Linked DNA regions of Mus musculus: regions 2, 3, 4 and 5 are each linked to region 1. The links are chromatin contacts, called in public promoter capture Hi-C maps. All regions are on one chromosome and are shown on one strand. Each heading gives the region's core, a stretch centred on a gene start, on an enhancer-like site or on the middle of the called end of the contact. The rest is flanking DNA. Distances are from core to core; before and after follow the strand shown. Region 1 holds the start of 6430562O15Rik (RIKEN cDNA 6430562O15 gene). Region 2 holds the start of Cenph (centromere protein H). Region 3 holds the start of Ccdc125 (coiled-coil domain containing 125). Region 4 holds the start of Arhgef28 (Rho guanine nucleotide exchange factor (GEF) 28). Region 5 holds the start of Foxd1 (forkhead box D1).

The links. Promoter capture Hi-C pulls out the DNA fragments that hold promoters and counts their contacts.
Region 2: a contact with region 1 is called in a promoter capture Hi-C map of liver, with 3 times the contacts expected there. The contact joins the promoter of Cenph here to the promoter of 6430562O15Rik in region 1. A contact is called at or near these places in 2 of 39 promoter capture datasets (hippocampal neurons and liver).
Region 3: a contact with region 1 is called in a promoter capture Hi-C map of liver, with 4 times the contacts expected there. The contact joins the promoter of Ccdc125 here to the promoter of 6430562O15Rik in region 1. A contact is called at or near these places in 2 of 39 promoter capture datasets (both in liver).
Region 4: a promoter capture Hi-C map of liver shows a contact between it and region 1, with 3 times the contacts expected there. The contact joins the promoter of Arhgef28 here to the promoter of 6430562O15Rik in region 1. A contact is called at or near these places in 2 of 39 promoter capture datasets (both in liver).
Region 5: a promoter capture Hi-C map of liver shows a contact between it and region 1, with 3 times the contacts expected there. The contact joins the promoter of Foxd1 here to the promoter of 6430562O15Rik in region 1.

The regions. Positions count from the first base shown.
Region 1 is chr13:99,411,427-99,414,139 of GRCm38.p6, forward strand. It overlaps 6430562O15Rik (RIKEN cDNA 6430562O15 gene), which reads right to left and starts at 1,400. Exons shown (of 2, transcript NR_015515.3): 1 at 416-1,400; 2 at 1-145. It overlaps Mrps27 (mitochondrial ribosomal protein S27), which reads left to right. Exons shown (of 11, transcript NM_173757.3): 10 at 769-939.
Region 2 is chr13:100,774,503-100,777,215 of GRCm38.p6, forward strand. Cenph (centromere protein H) reads right to left here and starts at 1,397. Exons shown (of 9, transcript NM_021886.2): 1 at 1,185-1,397. The coding sequence starts at 1,300.
Region 3 is chr13:100,668,138-100,670,850 of GRCm38.p6, forward strand. Ccdc125 (coiled-coil domain containing 125) reads left to right here and starts at 1,344. Exons shown (of 12, transcript NM_183115.5): 1 at 1,344-1,714.
Region 4 is chr13:98,204,836-98,207,548 of GRCm38.p6, forward strand. It overlaps Arhgef28 (Rho guanine nucleotide exchange factor (GEF) 28), which reads right to left and starts at 1,330. Exons shown (of 36, transcript NM_012026.2): 1 at 1,238-1,330.
Region 5 is chr13:98,352,923-98,355,635 of GRCm38.p6, forward strand. Foxd1 (forkhead box D1) reads left to right here and starts at 1,323. Exons shown (of 1, transcript NM_008242.2): 1 at 1,323-2,713. The coding sequence starts at 1,698.

The DNA.
Region 1 (2,713 bases), core at 150-2,649:
TTTTCCACCCCACTCAGTCAAATGGAGGCTTCACAGGCATCTGTTCCCATGGTCTTTCTCCTTCCGCTGCTTTCTGTATGTGTGCAGAATTGGTATTTATTCCGTTTAAAAGGATGAAAAGAAACCACAAACATTTTCAGTGTGGCTGTCAAAAAGGCAATGGAAAATCAGATTATTGTTGATTCATACATCATTAAGTGAAAGGAAAGCTGTCTGCTCCCTTACATTCAAGCTCAGATCAATAAATACCACCCTCTTCACCACCTCCCCCATCCAAAAGGGATTTACGGCGGTGGAATAGAAACTTAAGTAGTTTTGGTGGATTTACCCCTCCTGTAGTATGGAGAGACTACATAGCACTTTTCTCCATTATCCTTGGCTATTGGTAAAGTATCTGTCTCACAAGCTTACGTACCTGAGTTCAGATCCCCAGAACCACTTAAAAAGCCAGGCCCAGGAGTGCAGTTATCGTCCGGTAATGGCAGGGAGGGAGCAGAGAGACATGAAGCCCTGGGAGCTGGCTAGCTGCCTAGCCTACACCCTTGGAGATGCTCTTCTGTGTGGCCTTGACTCTGAAATGCCAAGGCTCACCACTCAGCTTTCATTTCTGTCCTGAGGTCCTCAACCCAGTGTCTCCCATGGCACATTATGCTGATATCATTAATGCTCTTTCTCAGTCATTATAACCAAGGAACACACACTTTGAAGTTGGCCTGCACACAGTCAAGTCTATAACAGATGTCCTCCTGACTCTCCTGTGCCCTACAGCTCGATGTGCTGGATGGAGTCCTGAAGGTGGTGACGTCTCCAGATGTCCAGACTTCAGAGGCACAGCCTCAGGAAGGTGAAGATGGCTTGGGCTCAGCAAACCTGGTGGAGCAGCTAGACACTGAGGAACCAGAACAGTCCAAGCTTCCCCGATACCTCGAGCGCTTTCAGGTGATTCGTAGTAGAAACTGAGCCTTTTCCTGCATCAGTCACACACAAAGGCATGAAAAACTCGCATCAAGAATTGCAGTTGTGTTCCTTCCCACAGACCGTGGCCTTTTGGGAAAGCAGTGGCATTGTTACGACTTCATGCTTGAGCTGATGTCACGGTTCCGTTCCCTGGGGCAGCACGGCACCCCAGCGGCTTCTCAACAGCAGCCTGATTCCCACTCAGGGTGGCAAGTGACCAGCCATTTCTCTACACTACACCAAATGTGCTGGGTCAGTCACAGCTTCAGCAGAGATAAGACTCACGAATCCTTTGTGGCGCTTAGCTGGCAGCTTTGTGCTGTTCAGCAGGGCCATTAGAGACACTGCCTGTGGACAGGTTTCCAGAACAGTGCTGAGCACTCAAACTGTCAGTGAGCTCTCTGTCCCAAATGCTCTGCTGTTTGTGTCAGGGAAGAAAATCCCTGAGCCTGCTCTCTGCTTTGTTTCTTGTCTCTTTAATACAAAAAGAAGGAAGTACTTTCAGGTTATGATGTCATCATAGGAGCGGGAGAATTCTCCTCCCACGCCTGCTGCTGCACTGTGCCTTTTCACAGCAGGAAGGAGAGCTGGGCTCCTGCCCGTGAGTCTGTCTCTTCTGACCCAGCAATGGCAGGCCTTGCCGTAGCACAGGATCCCATGGTATTTTAGGGTTTTTTCTCCCCAATACTTCTGAAGGGAAGTCATTCTTAGCTTCTCTCCTGTAATTTGAAACTAAGAATAAAAAGATTGATGTTCCTTGTCATACCCCAAGGACAAAGCAGAGTAGAGAACTTAGACACAGTTCTTTCTCTTAACTTTGCTTGTCAGTGTATAAAACTTAAAGAAAACAAGAATCACCACACTTGCTGGGCGTGGTGGTGCACGACTTTAATCCCAGCACTCGGGAGGCAGAGGCAGGAGGATTTCTGAGTTTGAGGCCAGCCTGGTCTACAGAGTGAGTTCCAGGACAGCCAGGGCTACACAGAGAAACCCTGTCTTGAAAAAACAACATCAACAACAAAACATTAAAAAAAAGAATGACCACACTGCTGAATGCTGCCTGAGGTTGCTGAGCCACTGTCAGGCGTCAGGTTTGCCTGGGTTTTGTAAATGTTGTACTCAGTTTTGATTGCTTTTTGACTTTTGGCCGTTTTTTGTCCGTTGCGTCTCAGAGGATGGAGACCTTTGTCTTCACTAGCTTCTAGCCCTTTTACTGCCATGGGACACTGTCTGAGCATCCAAGAAAGAACAGAAACACATGTTTGTAGCCTGCCATCTGTGACCTTAGCTATGTTAGCAGCTGTAAGCCCCCTCCCCCATTTCCTTTATCCTCACAGGAGGCCTGGGCGGGAGAGTCTCGGCTTATGTGACCCAGCAGTGAGCTGGGATTTGGACAAAGCCAACCTCCTCACAGTTGAGATTTCCTGGCTTTCTCTTTGGCCTCAGACTACCTGGAAAATTATGTTAGGAAGAAATGGTTTTCAGTTTACATTTTCTTCCTGTTGCCTGCTTTTCATTAGTCTGAGGTCATCTGTTTGGGTCTGTTTTTATAATTAGTCTGCTCCTTAGATCCCATCGGTCTGGCCCCCTTTGCCGTTCTGCCAGATCCTATGCTGTACGCTAAGTCACCTCGGGGTGCGAGCACATGTGACTCTCAGCTGCAGCTGGGGTCCTAAATGTCACTCTCTGGTGATCTGTGTCTAGAAGCACTTAAATTGATTAATGCTTTTAGTAAGTCTCTGGGCTGCTACACTGA
Region 2 (2,713 bases), core at 147-2,646, 1.4 Mb after region 1:
CCTGCCAGTGTTTGCCTTTCCTTTTGTTTCGTTTCGTTTTGTTTTGTTTTTTTGAGGCAGGGTTTCTCTGTGTTGACCTGGTTGTCCTGGAACTCACTCTGTAGACCAGGCTGGCCTCGAACTCAGAAATCCGAGCCTCTGCCTCCCAAATGCTGGGATTAAAGGCGTGCGCCACCGCCACCCAGCTATAGGCTGCCAGTGTTTCACAGCAAGACCCTGTCTCAAAAATTCAAAACAAGTCTGTTATGAGTTTTAAAAAAATTTTTAGATGTATTTATTTTATGTATATGAGTACACCATTGCTTTCTTCAGACACACCAGAAGAGGGTATCAGACCCCACTGCAGATGGTTGTGAGCCACCATGTGACCTCTGGAAGAGCAGTCCAAGTTCTTTAACCACTGAGCCAACTCTCCAACCCTTTGTTATGCATTTTAAAGGTCTGCAAAAAACCTGTTAAATTTTTTTTTCTGCAAAGAACCACACAGCAAATAATTTAGGACTTGGCAGTCATATAGCCTGTTTTAACTATGTAACTCTGACCCTGTACCAGAAACCTGTGTCCCAATAAGCTGTATGAACACTAACATTTAGATTTCATGCATTACAAAATGTTTGGCTCCTATCTCTATTTAAATACGGAAAAACTATGCTGTAGTTGAGCTGTATGGCTCTTGCTACGCATACACCAGACGCTGCTTTTCTTAGCTTGAAGAGTTCACCATAGGCAGTAGGATAAACTTGGTCCAGGCCTTAGACTAAAGTTTCTGGCCGCCAAATTTTCTCTAAAAACTGCTGACTGGGGAGCATCATCGTCCTGGTAGGACGATAAACAACCGAAGCTTCTGGTCAGCAAAGGGTCTTGGTCCTCAAGGTGGACTGTGTCCTGTAACTTGGCGGTAGGTACTGCTCAGCCAGCCCGGACCACAGTGGCAAGACAGCACCGGAGGCCGGGTCGCAAGCCTGGCTCAAGACGGGCACAGCGCCACGTCCTCCTGCAGAATGTCCCACCCCAGCCCACTAGCCTCTCTGCGCGGAGGGCATCTTTTGCGGCTCTCTTCCCCACTGACAGGCCTAAAGCGGTGAAACTGATGGTGCCGCAAGCTTCGGAGCCCTAAATCAGCCAGGGAACCTGAATAGGAACCCTGAGCCTCCCGAGTGGGGGCGGATGCCCGCCGGGAGCACCTGAGCAGCAGGCTGATACGGTCCTCGATACGCTCCTCCGCGGCCTGCGACAGACCCCGCTTCTCTTCGCAGGCCTCAGCCCCGGCCTCAGACCTCTCCCGCGGCTGCTCCTCCATTGCAAAGGCCCGCAGGTTTGAACGCCACAGAAAATAACCCAGCAGTTCTTCCCGCCACGAAATTGGTTTCCGGAAGTTCCTACCCTTCCGGAAGGGTCCCGCCCCTTCCGCCCTGAGTCCCTCCTTCTGCTTCTCCCCTTGCAGCGGGTTGCCGTGGTTACCGTGCTGCGTTCCTTTTCTGAGGCTTCTTTCCACAATTGATTCTATTCCTCTAGCTAAGACTTTCACCAACACAGGCCATCGAAGCCTGTGGGTAGGGATAGATGGAGACGGGGCTCAGTGGTAGAACTCTTACCTAGCATGCCTAGTGTCTTGAGAAAACTTAGGATATAACTTAAACTGTATCTTTAGCGTGGCCCGGAGGGGTAAAACTTAGTGCTTAAACAGATGTCAACAGTCGTCCTGGCTGGCGCTATTATTGCCCCTATTATTACACTCCAGGTCAGGGTTTGGAGAATGGGTTTGCCCTGCATCAAATTCCCTCCAGAACTGGAGTTACACGCAGTTGTAAGCCACTTGATGTGGGGGTTAGGAATCGAGCCTGGGTCCTCCAAAGAGCCAGTGCTCTTAACCGCTGAATCATCTCTCTAGCTTCTACTCTCACTTTGAGAAAGGGTCTCATGCAGCCAAAGCCGATCTTGGACTATCAATCCTCCAAGTACTGTGAACCTGCAATATTATATTGAAAGGCTTTCTTGCTGTTCCGAGAACAGATCTGGGGTCCCTATTATAACTCCTGAGGGCCATACCTTTAGTTTAGTGGAGAAATGAATGCCTCAACCAGGAGGCAGTGCTGGCACATGCTCTCCAGACTTTACCATGCCACTAACACGCCCTTTCAGTTCCTGGCACGGGTACTCCATCCGACTATCAGTGAAAATTCTATCAGAAACTGGAAAGGGTATCTGCAATCCTAGAGCAGGAGGTTGGGCAAAAATGTGATGAGTTCGAGGCCAGCCTAGGATACACAGTGAGTATGAGACAGAGAACATGTCAAGATCCTGTCAGAGGGTTGGGATTAGAAATCACGTTGAGAATTGGGTGCCCCCAGTGTCGCTGACTTGACACTTGAGCCTTGACGTTGAGAGGCGAAAATGCTGTACATGAGCCTTGCGTGGTCACTTGAGGGATAAGTCCTTGCAGAACAAACAAAACAGCAGCTCTTTGAAGGGGAGGGCTGTGGTCCTTCATAGCTTTTGTCCAAGTTGATCATACCATGCTTATTGTTAACACAGTCCTGTTATCAAAGTACTACAGCTGCCATTTGTCTTTTTAAAGATTCATTTATTTATGTATATGAGTACACCGTAGCTGTACAGATAGTTGTGAGCCTTCATCTGGTTGTTGGGAAATCAGTTTAGGACCTCTGCTCACTCCAGTCAGCCCCCACCCCTCACTCAGTCCCTGCTTGCT
Region 3 (2,713 bases), core at 94-2,593, 1.3 Mb after region 1:
ACACCTTTAATCCCAGCACTTGGGAGGCAGAGGCAGGCGGATTTCTGAGTTTGAGGCCAGCCTGGTTTACAGAGTGAGTTCCAGGACAGCCAGGGCTACACAGAGAAACCCTGTCTTGAAAACAACAACAACAACAAAAAAAACAAAAAACAAAAAAAAAGATTTGGAGACTTAAATGTAGTCTCGGGGTGTGGCTCAGTGATGGCAAATGTTTAGATGTACAAAACCTGGCTTAGTCACTCACTGTTCTACTGCTGTGAAAAAACACCGTGACCAAGGCAACTTATAAAAGAAAGCATCTGATTGGGAAGTTTGCTTACAGTTTCAGATGGTGAGTCCACGGCCATCATCGTGGGGAGCACCGCTCTGGAACAGTAGCTAAGAGCTTACACCTGACCCACAAGCAGAAGAGAGAGACTGGTCCACCTTCAGTGACACACCCCCTCCACCAAAGTCACACCTCCTAATCGGTCCCAAACCTAGTAGTTCCACTAACCAGAGACTAAGCATTCGAAAAATATAAGCTTATAGGAGCCATTCTCAAACAAACCGTCACAAGCTCACTGTGATTACCAGCACTTCAAAAAAAGACACACTTCACATCTGTTAAAAGAGTTGCTTGTGTGTGCGGTGTATTTGTAGAATAGACGAATGTAAGTACATGTGTGCACGTGTTAATGGACCTTGCAGTTCACACCAGGTGTCTTCTTTTCTCCATCCCCCTACCCGCCCGCCCCCATGCCCAGGAGTCCTGATATATTAGTTTTAATTAATCAATTTTCCGGTGGACATACGTTTGCAGATTTTTACTATCACAAACACATGAGTGATAACATATATTAGTATGCCGGCAGTCTGAAACATGTTTTTTAATGAGCTTTGAATTCACACAGCCACTCCTGGAAGTAGTGCACTAGTTTCAACACAGGTATAGAATCACGTAGCTAGGTGATTGCATGAAGTTTATGAGAAAGACTCCCAAGATAAAATCCGTTCTAAGTCGGATTTTCCTCATGTCTAAGTAACTAAGGACAATACAGACTAGACTGGCTCTAGTCTGCGAAGTTCATTAGTGCCAGAGAAGGATCTGATGTCTATTTCTACCAGAGTAATCTTCAAGCCTGGGAAAGTGTTTGAAAATAACAAAGTCTTCGGTTAAGGGTATTGGCACAGAGAATTAGAACACAACCATTTCAACAAGGTCATGAAGTTGATCCAGTATGGCGGATGGGTTAGTGCGAGGTAGCACCTGTGATAGGAAAGGAGCAGGGGTCGCTCTCCAGGCATTGCCTCCCGCTCCGCCTGTGCTTCAGCGCTCCCTCTGGCCCAGGCTGCCTTCAGGGTTCCTAACCGGGCTTTCTAATGCCGAAAGCCGGTGTTCCGAGATCTACCTCTCCGGGAACCCCAGCTCCGGCACACTTTTCTCTTAGGGGGTTCCTGAAGTCCCAAGGTTGGGACTCATAATTTTCCATGTATTGACGCTCACCTTGCCCCAGTCTGTTCTAAATCTCAGACTTTTATTTGCCCGTCGGTTTGTCCATCCGGCTTTGGAGCTGAAGTTGGAGGAGGGCAGCTAACATCCGGTTGCACGGAGGCACGGATACTGGGCTCAGGAGAGCTGAAGCGCCGCTGGCCCACCCGGACCTGGCGATCCTTTCGGGTCCCCTGCGGTGGTCGTGCAGTCACGTGGCCCGAGGACGCGTGGCGGAGTGGGGTGAGCCTCTGAAGGGGCGCGCGGGCTGCGCAGCGGAAGGTTCGATCCTTGGGACGGATGCGCAGAGTGCCAGCGTCAGGCCAGGACACCGGGAACCCGCGGTGGGGAGGGTATGGAGCCGAGCTGCCCAGGAGTGGAAACTGCAGGTGGTGGTCAGACTAGCAATAGGGCTCCTTTCCCCACATAGAGCCAGCCATTAATGGTCTGACACCGAAGAATACCGATTTCAAAAACTCTGTTTCTGTCTTTTCTTGCTATTATTTAACTATTAGTTTTGAGCCATAAAGCTGTAACGCACTAAATGCTATGCAATATCCTGGTTTCAATATCTTGAAACAAAAAGGAACGAACAAAAGCCCTCGAGAAAAACAGGAAATCTACGGAAGTGTGTGGTTTAGTTTAACCTGCGCTGGTGTCTTTGTCTCAATTTTTGATAAATGTACCCTGATGCTAACTTTAGAGGAATTTAAGTGACGGGCATAGAGGTCTAAATCTTTGCAACTTATTGTAAATCTAAAATTATTCTAAAGCTAAAAGTTAATATATACAGCCCACAGCAAAGAGAAGCGGCTCATGGTTCACCAAGGAGGGTTTATGTTAGTTTTTTCCCCACCAAGCCGGACAGGACAGGAAGTAGGTAGCTGTTTGATCAACTTGTTTGCTAAAAGCAAAGTTGTCAGGCTGGTGGGGGTAGATCCTGCTGCCTAAGTTTTTCCCTTTGGAATGTGTCCTCTCTCATTTCGCTTCAACAAATATCTTGGAGAATCTGTTAGATGTGAGCAAATGAGACATACCTTTATTGGAGCCATGGAATGTGTTAGGGTAAGAGAGGGACATCCTTAGATCTGTTTAAAAAGTATTGACTCAGCACGGTGTGTAGGGTGGCTCTGTTGGTTCAGGCCAGAAGTTATCATAAATTCAACTAGGAAATTCAAGTGCAAAGGATATGATTTGGGGAGATATTTGTGAGACTTGAAGACTTGGGGATTAAAGGCATGT
Region 4 (2,713 bases), core at 80-2,579, 1.2 Mb before region 1:
AAAAGGCATCTGCAATGTTCTCTTCCTTCAAACACTCCAAAGGAGTTAGCGCTACTATTCATCAAGATTAGACAAACACCTATTTGTTTTAACATTCACATAAAAACTCAAAATAGAGCTATGGAAAGCTTCCCAGGAAAGGTTATCAGAGCTTGAATTATCGTGTTCAAAGTGGTTTCCACAGAGCCTAACTAGGGCAAGCCTTTGATTTTGTTTGTGTTGTTGAGAATAGAATTTCATTTTACTGAGACAGCTTCAGGGTCTAGGAACACGAGAGGGCAAAGTACAGAAAAGCAGTGTGTCCGTTCTTTATAACTGTAATTCTTGACTGCTTGGTGCAGAATCGAGTGCTCAATCTCTACAACTTGGAGTGTGTAGAGGCTGGCACTTGAGCAGGGGTCAGGGAGTCAGATGCTAGCAAACACAGATGTTACCCTTCCCCTGGGCCCACCCAGCTGCAACCAATAGGCAGGCTCTGTGGGCTCCTAAAGTAGTCTCCCTTAGAAACCTAACTGGTGTCTGGGAAACCAGAGCTGGGTTTCCTGGGTGGTCTGAACACCCAGCGTTCACAGAGCTCACAGCAAGCGAGAACGCCTTCTCCACCTGTGACCCCTACCACCCACAACCGAGTATTCCAGAGAAACTCATGGCACAAGCGCACGGATTCCCACCCAATGCTAAAAGCCCCTCCCAAACAAGATGACCATAGATGCTTTTATAAACTCAGCAAACGTTTCCACAAGAAATAAATGTCCTGAACTTGAGACTGACCAGCAGTCTGGGGTACATCCCACACACACACCAAGCATATAGGTGAAGCTGGCCAGAAACACAGATGGGAAGAGGAGAACCAGGCTCTCGAGGTTCACCCTTCTCCAGCCGCCTGCCTCTGATTTCCATCGCTTGCAACTAGCTTTGGTTGAGCTCCGTCACCCTCTGCCCCCTCCCACCCCGCTTGCCCGAGAGGGTGAGGGGTGGCCGCTGCCTCCCGTTTGCGCTTCACAGCTGCTGCCTCCGACCCGGCAGCGCCATGCACTTGTTGCCATCCCCAGGTACCAGGAGGCGGCGCCCATTCCTCGGGCTGCCCAGCCGACAGAGTGCAGCCTTTCACCACCTCTGCAGACCCCTGCGTCCTCGGGGACCCTAGAGAAACTTTGTCCCCTGAGAACTCCGGTGGGCAAACTTCGCCCAGGGCTGCGGGGAGACAAGAGGGATGGCTCCCGTAATCCGCCTTTACCTGGAGCTGTGGCTCGGGAACGCCAGGAGCCCTGGCCAGGCGCTGTCCCCGAGGCCTGCCGAGGGCGACCCGCCGGCCAGCGTCGCCCGGAGCGGGGAAGCCGGTCCCCAGCTGCCCACGCCCCTCCGCTCCGCTGGCCGCACCGAGGGGCGGAGCCGCAGCTCCCCCCACCCCACCCCACCCCCGCTCGCCCGCCCGCCGCGCCCACAGCTGGGGCCACCCCCTGCGCCCCCTGGTCCCCGCCTGCCCACCTCTGGCCAGCCGGGCTCGTCGCCGCCTCATCACATGGCCGCGCCCGCCACCAGCTCCAGGAGGAAACCTGAAGCTGCTGCGGCTCCGCCGCCCCCTCCCTTCGCGGGGCGGCGGCCGGTCGCCTCGGCTTTCCTCCGGCGGCGGGCACGGAGCGGGACCTGCTGGGCCAGGGCAGGGTTGCACCCTAGCGGCGGCGGCGCCCGCTCGCCCCGGGGGCCTCCACGCCCTAGTGGCGCCGGAGGAAGGAGCTGGCCGGTCGGCTCCTAAAGGGAGCCGTGCCAGGCCAGAGGGAGGCTCGGGTTGTCCTCAGCTCAAAGCCACCACACCCGGGACATAATAGTGCCCGGGTCTGTTACAATAGGAAGTACTATTTTAAAACAGCCGACTCCCTCTAATTCATGAGGATGATGGAGGTTCCTCTGGCCCAAAGCTTTGCAGGCTCGATTCCCTATGCGTTTATGCAAACAGGTGCCTAAACGGCACCAACATTTGTTTGTTTGTTTTTGAGAAAGCCATAGCCACTTTTACAACACCTAACAATGTGAAAGGACCCCTTGGATCTTAAAGCACTGAGGCACTTAGCACTGAGTTGTCCCGAGTGAAAAGTCTCGCCATTGTACAGCTTACTATAAAATAAGCTTAAGATGATTATTCCAGCTTTAAAGATAAAATTAAGCGTCTACTTTTCTAAGTTCCTTTAATATTACCTTTATTTTTCTCAAGAAGACAGACCGACTACATGGACAGGAGAGATGTGTTGGCCCGTCCCAAACCATCACTGCCAGATGCCCTGGGCCACCCTCCTAACATACCTGTTTAACCAGAGCCTAAAGAATGGCAGGATGGCAAAAAAAAACCAAAAAAACAAAAAACAAATCAAACAAAAACAAAAAAACAAAACCCAGGGTCTGAGGTCTTTAGCCCTGTCTTAGGGCAAACGCTGCCCTTCCTTCTTTATAAAGGACCTGACATTGGCCTTGCAGTATTGACACTTGTATTCATATCCTCTGATGTCACACTGCAGAACCTTAGGTCCCAAAGAAGAGTGTTCTCCACTGAAGAACTACGAAGTCCCGAAGATAAAAAATAAAAGCAATAACACTTTTCTCGAACATCAATATTTTCAATGTGAAAAAGTCAACTGGAGATTGGCTGAATCAACACACCACACACAAGTAGTTTTCAAGCCTGTTAGCGGAAAAGTTTGTAAAAGAAGCCTTTGTT
Region 5 (2,713 bases), core at 73-2,572, 1.1 Mb before region 1:
TGTTCCTAGAGAAAGCCATTGAATTTTTATTCAGTTCTTGGCAAATGGCGATTTTAACCAGAAAGTTAAACTGGTAAGGCAAAGTTCCCTATTTGAAATCGAAACATCTCAGAAAAGGCAAACATCCAGAAAGCTAGGCTATCAAAATGAATTCGGATTACACAATTATTCGGATTTCCCGCCAGCCAGAACAAAACATTTAGCTGGTGGTAAACACAGGTGACCTTAAAACAGAATAATACTTTAATCATCCCTATTAGCTTGCCACTTGGAAGAAAAATGAATCGAGTGGAGTTGCATCCTGCATTTAAAATTTAAAAGTCGGGTTTTTTTTTAAAAAAAAGAGTATAAAAAGCATTTAATGTATTTTCCAAAATAAAAAATTGATCTCAAAGTTCATCTTTGCTACTGTCCTTTCTACTATCAATCCTTCCGGAACAACACTGTGTGTAAGTTATAATAATTCCAGTATTTAGAAAGTAGTGTGAAATGCTCCTTTAGAAATACCTTTTATTGAAAAGTATAGCGCTCTTTTTCCTAACATCTCAACAGTGTTTGAGTTGCTGCTATGTGTAATTTCTGTGTGTGTTTGGGTTTTCATTACAATTTTCTATTTCTTTTCCTCATTCAACCATTGCTTGCTCTATTCCCATGGAATTTGTGAGATGCTCTCATTAGAGTGGCTTAGTTTAGCTGTCAAGTCTCTAGGGCATTCAATTGCAGATAAATGACCAAAACGCCAGCCTAACCGCATTTTTATTAACAGATGGCGGAAAACAAACGTCTTTGGAGAAGAACCGAAGGGAAAGGGTTAAAGGGTCAATAAACAATTATTACCGTGCTCAAAATGGGGGATTTTTCATCAGATTCCACAGGCGGAGACTGGCCCAGTCCAGAGAGCTGGGACACCCTACCAGACTCCCTCGCTCAATATTCCAGTGAGCACCTCACACATAGAGCAGTTGTCCCCAGTGGGATGACTCCTACAGGCCACTGGGTTGTCCAATCGAAGCGTCCCCGGAGCGCTTGAGATTAGGGTTGAGGGCTAATCCGGGAGAATAAGGCTGGGGGTTTGAACTCCTGTAGCTCTCGGGTCGGCTCGCGGCTGGCTAGGGTGGGATTCAGGATAGCCAATATCTTGGCAAGAAATAGTGGGCTTCAGTCTCCAACTCTTGCTGCTGCCCCTCCTGCGGGTGAACTTTCTCTTCCTACACGCCGATTCCCTCGCCTTTCTTTTCCTTCCCTGGGCCGCGCTCTGACGTGCACACCATGTGACAGGCCCCCTTCTGCTATAAGCACAGACAAGGTCCGCCCTCTTCTGGACTCAGCCCTGGCCTTGCCGAGCTCCGTTTCTAGATTCTCACTCCTCCCGCGCCCTTCTGGGCGCCCGACACCGACTGGCCCGCCAGGGTCCAGCCACCCCCTCCTGGACTAACCGGGCTAAAGGGACCACAGTGGAAAAGGTCAAGTCTAGAGCGCCCGCCACCCGGTGCCCGCCGAGCCGGGGAGCGCAAACACCTCGCACAGCCCTGCTCGCCAAGTAGCGGAGCGGAGCGGCCCCAGCCACCTCCTGCAGCCGCGCGTCGCAGAGTGGCGTCCTCGCTCCGGGTCCGCCGCTCCGGGATCGGCCTGGGGAGGCCAGGGAGCCGGGAGCCCGGTGCCCCTATGTGCCGCCGCGCCACCGCGCCGCCCCAGCTATGACCCTGAGCACGGAGATGTCCGATGCCTCCGGCCTCGCGGAGGAGACAGACATCGACGTGGTGGGGGAGGGCGAGGACGACGAGGAGGAGGAGGACGATGACGACGAGGGCGGCGGCGGCCGCGGCGGCGGCGGGTCCCGGTTGCCGAGCTCGGCCCAGCGGCGGAGGCGCTCTTACGCCGGGGAGGACGATCTCGAGGACCTGGAGGAGGAGGACGACGATGACCTGCTGCTGGCCTCCCGGCCCGCCGCGTCCCCCGCGCCTCCGGGTCCTGCGCCCGCCCCGGGGACCGGGTCGGGCGGCTGCAGCGGCGCCGGAGCGGGAGGCGGCGCGGGAGGTGGTACGGGCGCGGGCACGGGCGGGGGCGCTAAGAATCCGCTGGTGAAGCCGCCCTACTCGTACATCGCGCTCATCACCATGGCCATCCTGCAGAGCCCCAAGAAGCGCCTGACGCTCAGCGAGATCTGCGAGTTCATCAGCAGCCGCTTCCCTTACTACCGGGAGAAGTTCCCCGCTTGGCAGAACAGCATCCGTCACAACCTGTCGCTCAACGACTGCTTCGTCAAGATCCCGCGCGAACCGGGCAACCCGGGCAAGGGCAACTACTGGACGCTCGACCCGGAGTCCGCAGATATGTTCGACAACGGCAGCTTCCTGCGGCGCCGCAAGCGCTTCAAGCGCCAGCCGCTACTCGCTCCCCACGCGGCGGCCGAGGCGCTGCTGCTGCGCGGTGCGGGGCCGGCGGCGGGCGCAGGGGACCCGGGCGCCGCGCTTTTCCCGCCGCCGCCGCCACCGCCCGCCTGCGGCTACGGAGCCTACGGCTGCGCCTACGGCCTGCAGCTGCCACCCTGCGCGCCGCCCTCCGCGCTCTTCGCTGCCGCCGCCGCGGCAGCCGCCGCCGCCTTCCATCCGCACTCGCCCCCGCCGCCTCCTCCTCCTCCGCCGCCGCCTCCCGGTGCGGCCGCCGAGCTGGCGCGGACCGCCTTCGGCTACCGGTCACACGCGCTGGCTGC